Linked DNA regions of Capsicum annuum: region 2 is linked to region 1. The links are chromatin contacts, called in public Hi-C maps. All regions are on one chromosome and are shown on one strand. Each heading gives the region's core, a stretch centred on a gene start, on an enhancer-like site or on the middle of the called end of the contact. The rest is flanking DNA. Distances are from core to core; before and after follow the strand shown. Region 1 holds the start of LOC107853439 (heavy metal-associated isoprenylated plant protein 30). Region 2 has its middle 11 kb from the start of LOC107870041.

Evidence for each region. A called contact is a pair of places that touch in the nucleus more often than the background predicts.
Region 2: a Hi-C map of leaf shows a contact between it and region 1, with 2.5 times the contacts expected there. The contact joins the enhancer-like site here to the promoter of LOC107853439 in region 1. A contact is called at or near these places in 2 of 5 Hi-C or Micro-C datasets (bud and leaf).

The regions. Positions count from the first base shown.
Region 1 is chr1:22,038,152-22,040,813 of UCD10Xv1.1, forward strand. LOC107853439 (heavy metal-associated isoprenylated plant protein 30) reads left to right here and starts at 1,333. Exons shown (of 3, transcript XM_016698430.2): 1 at 1,333-1,602; 2 at 1,699-1,774. The coding sequence starts at 1,459.
Region 2 is chr1:22,150,877-22,153,538 of UCD10Xv1.1, forward strand. No RefSeq gene overlaps it. Among protein-coding and RNA genes, the nearest start is that of LOC107870041, 11 kb to the right of the region's middle. Within about 2 kb of position 1,320, at least 3 of the 5 cell types and tissues checked have an H3K27ac peak or open chromatin away from gene starts, as enhancers often do. A contact at or near this core is called in bud and leaf, where this site is marked.

The DNA.
Region 1 (2,662 bases), core at 83-2,582:
AGTTAATTCCTTAGGCCCAATTGTAGAAAATATCATGTGATGCTTCAATAGTGTGAGCTATACAGTTTTATGTTTGGTGACTACATTTAATTAAAAGAAGATGGTGACAGTGAGTTCCTTTCTCCACCCCCTAAGAAAGGAGTTATTTAGAGAATATTTTTAACTTCTAAACATGTCTGATGATATATATATATATATATATATAAAAGAAAGGAGATATTTAGAGAATATTTGATTATGCTTTGCATCAAAACATGTCAATTTGTGTTTGTTTAAGCCCATCCATCTCCCACAACACCCCTTATATTCCCTCATCTCCTTTAATTATTTTAGTACTCTCAGTCTCTTAGCACCAAGCCTAGCCATATAGGCTTCATCCACTCTTCACGTTTTCATCCACCTTAATTAATTTATTGGATTTCATCACTACATGCAATTAAACATCTCTATAACAATATAGTTTATTTCCCGATATTTTCTTAATCATAACAAGAATAACATATTCAGTATATAATCTCATAAAATGAGATCCAATAAGTATAGAGTGTATGCAAATCTTATCCCTATCTTAGAGATATAGAAGTTGTTTTTGATAGACCTTTTGCAAAATAAAGAAGCAACAAAAGTACAAGAAATAACATAGTAATAGAACATTAACTACAACAAAAATAATATGATAGATGAAGTACAAGTAACAAAAAATATGACAAAATGGAAGGTCAAGGAACTACCGGAGAGATACTAATAAGGACGGATAACAAGACAACGAAACTTTCAACCTAACTTTTATCTCTCACAACCCCCTAGCTATTAATAGCATAATTTTATTATAGACAACATATAATATAACACAATACGTTCTTCGGGACGGTTCAGTTGGTTTGGAGGGCGGTTATTCACACGGATGACCCGAGTTTGATCCCCCACACACAAACGCCTTTTGAGTCGATCCTGTCGCATAGGGTTTGCGTGGCTAGTACGGTTTACATACGCTGTGTGGTTTACGCAATGCTCACCCGAAGTACAAAGACTCCATTCTATCAAAAACATGTCTGTTATAGTGAAATGACGTTAGAGAGTTCTGAGTTTGATTAGACCGATACCATTATTCCTTCCTAAAGGAATACTTTTGCTATTTTATTTTTTATTCTTTATAAAAGAAAGAAATTAGATAATGTATTTATGCATGACTAAGAAAGTGAAGGCAATAATTAATTCGAAATATTTAAATTACAAACTAGGAGTTCAATTTGTTGGTTTACTAGAATCTATTTGCCATGAGATTGGAACTTAAGAAAAAGATGCCTCGGGTTGGAGGAATATTTCATAAATGGGGATAAAGCTTTCTAAAAACTACATTATTATATTTCTTCCTCCCCCTTCTCTTTATATAAGTGTTGTAATTGCTACCTAGAAATATTCAACCTACATACATATAGGAAAGGAACCTATTCACAAATGGTTAACTTACTAGAGAAATTATTTGGCTCTTTTGTATCTGCCATCACTAGTTATTTTCACTATCATCAACCTCATGATCAAACTCATCACCAAGGAACCAACAAACACAAAATGACTAAGTCCCGTCCAATTTCTTTACAGGTTTTAACTCGATTACTAGTTTTCTTTAATTAATTTCCTTCCAATACAAGTTTAATTTATGCATCCTTAAAAACTTTTTTTTGTTTGTACATACAGACTGTGGAACTCAAAGTAAGGATGTGTTGTAGTGGGTGCGAGAGAGTTATCAAAGATGCTGTCTTCAAGCTTAGAGGTATAATAAAATAAAATGATATCATCCATGGGTAGATGGATCACCACTTGAAATAAAGGCTTTTTGTATTAGGAATTAATATCAGGAAGTTTGTGTAAATTAAATATGATTTTTTTTAATTCATCTTCTATCAAATAAGCTTACTGGAAAAATATACTGTGGAAAATAAGTTCTCACTGAAACGTGGGAAGCTTCATAAGGATTCTACGTATATGTAGCTCAGTTACTCATTTTCAATTGTCATATTGCCCTTCATGAGAGTTAATTTGACTAACCTTCATAGTTAATTGAATTAAATTAATTAACTATTTTAAATTTATAATTTGGATATTTCAAAAAAATATGAAAAAAATACTATAAACTGCAATCCTTCTCATATCAATAACAATATACACAGAGAAATCCCTCAAGTGGTGTCTGGGTAGGGTAGACTGTGCAAATCCTTACCTCTACTTCGTGTAGGTAGAGAGGTTGTTTTCGTAAGAACCCGAACTCAATCCTTCTCATATGAATATGATGAGAAAGACATCTTAAATTGGTCAAAGTCCATGTAATTTGACTCTTAAAAAACAAAACATGACAAGTAAAAGGAAATGGAGGAAGCTAGTAATAATTAATTATAATCAAACCTTTTATAACTACATCGTATATCCCGATATTTTTTGGTTGCTAAGCGAGATGTTGTTATAAAGAATATATGATACACTCTCTATCTTAATTATTTATGTGGTATCTTTTGAATTTTGAGAATCAACGGTTTTCTTATTTTATTTTAATAACAATCTTTTGATATACCTTTTAAATCTTTTAAATTATTAATTATCCGGGTTATAATACTTTTATCTGGTTTTCAAATAAATTTTATTTCAAAAGACATAAAGATTTTAT
Region 2 (2,662 bases), core at 70-2,569, 110 kb after region 1:
ATGAAAAATGAGTTTAGAAAATAGATGTAGTAGTGCAGTAGATGATTCTGTCTGTCTTCAGTATTTTCACAACACCTCCTGAAATGTGTTGTGAACGCTATTATAATAGAAGTAGTCGTGTTATTATTAATTTGCATCCAAATGTATCAAAGTAATTTGTCATGGTATTTGATCATAAAGTTCAGCAAATCTCATTTCACCTTCCACGAATAAAACAGTACAAGATAATTTAAATTTTGGCTTGATTTCACAAACTCTAAAGGAAGAAAGTAACTTATGGTATAATTCTTAGAAAGAGTACCGGACACATATATTCATTCATAAAAGAAAGATGCACATTTTGGTATGATTTCACATTTAAAAGTACTAAAATATTAGTAATATATTAGTATTGATCGCCGGTTATAGATGAGGTAGGTGCTGCGGGTTAGAATTTTTTAAATAACAAAACGGGGACCAATGGAAATGTGTCACTTCATTAATGCAATAATTATTTATTTATTTAATAAAAATGATAAATAAAAGATATTTTGGAACTCAAAGTTAGATGAGGAGGGTATTTTAAAGCCCAAAGAAAGATGTGACGGACATTTTGGAGCCCAAAGGTGGATGAGAAGGGCAATGTAGAGCCGAAAGGTAGATGAAAGATATTTTTGCATCATTTCTAATAGATGAAGGATATTTTAAGTCCTTTTTCGTTTAAAATATAACAAAGTACTTTAAATCCGCGTGCAATCCAGCACAAAGTGAAATCGCGGCGATACAATACCCCGATTATAATTGTATGAGTATGTATATGTGAGTAACTAAAGTAGAAACTTGTATGTATGGCCAACTATATAAGTATCTATCTATTTTCAAAGTAAAAGTTGCATATTTGTATATGTATGTGAATACATCAGCCATATGTGTAACCGTGATTCCAATGCATGTATGTGGACAACATTGACCAATTGTATGTTAAGGGTAATATAGAATATATGTGAAGTGTATGTGTATATACAGAGAATCCAACATCTAAAATGTATTATGTATATCATACGTGTGTGCCAAGTCTTTGTTCTTACATACGGTAATAGACATACAACATACAATTTCCATGGATATGGCATACAAATTATTAGTTGGGATTCTTTAAAGTTTGAGAGTTGCCTAGAAATGCTTTATCAATTTTGTTACCATAATCTTAAAATCTCAAAAAAAAAAATAAAAAAAAAATGGAAATAATTAACCAAAAAAATGGATTGAATAAGTTCCATGGTCCTACTTTAAAATCCCCTTCGATCAACCTGGTTGTTTTTGTTAATTATCGTTTTCAAATACCAGACTAATCATGCTGGCCATTGGGTTAGGGACTTATCAAAGTATTGTCAATGTCACCAAATTAATGGACACAAAAATTAGGTTGATGGTTTATGCAATAAAATCAAGCTTCTTGTTTTTTTTTTTTTTTCCAATAATCGTCTAGTGTTCGAAATTTACTGATCCAACTATTTTAAATTAGCATTTCGTAGAATCCATTTGAGGGAAAGCTCTTCCTACCTGCAGTTAGCACGAATTCAAAATTTCTGACTAAGAATGAGGGATCTTATTTATCCCACCACGTTCTTTCATATTTTTTTTTCTTGTGGATTTTAATGTCTTACATTTTCGGTTCTTCATATCCTCGTTATGCTTTTAAAAAAATGAAAGTGCAAAAGGGAGAGAAAATTTAGATAAGTACTCCAAGCTAATATTAGCAGAAATTTAATAATTTAATTTAGGTAGCAACAGAATAAAGAAGATGGATTGTCATTAATTAAATGTGAAATATACTCCAATTAATGCTTCTAATTATTAATTATGCGTGCTTTTTTTGAAAGCAAACTGCGTGAATCTTTGAATCAAATCTTTTTTATACTGAAGTCCTAAGATTTTACTCATCATACCCAGACTTAGTAGTTGGTTTAATCTGCAGGCTTTACTAAATCATTTAAAAAGAAAAAATAGTTTGAAGCATAATTACAAAATATATCTATAATTGTTGAATTAGGCGGAAGAGATATGTCAGGCAGTTAGTATCAACTGTTATAATAAAAGAGTTGTATTCAGGTAATAAATATCTACCAACCAGATATCAATTGCATCAAGCAAATATCAGTTTTATTAATGCATATTGCATAATCTAAATACGTGCGAAGAATTGTATTAACGTGCATGTGTACTATGTATTTGGTACAAAGCTCAAAATACATTTACAATTTTTCAAAACTGTAATTGCACATGATAGCTGACTTATATTGCCTCTAGTCCATTTGTAATGTTGTTTAGGTTTAATTCAAAAATAAATATCACCTTACAAAACCAAGAAGACATTAGCTATCTTTTCCGAATCTCCCCGGCTCGAATAAATGATCCATACAATTTTCTAAAAAACCTTTCAATAATTATTACTCATTTTGGAATCCCCCAAGGAAATTTATAATCTTTGTCCTTTGAGTGAGCACTTTATGGTAAACTGTTCACTCGCAATAGCTCGCAAGTCGCAACTCACAGAGGAGATGTAAACTGCACTAGACCAGCCCCGTGTGATAAACTTATGGTTGAGTTCACCAATATCTTGAATGACATTTAAAATGAACCGGATGCAGTACTATTTTTTGTTTCAATCTGAGAGAATAAG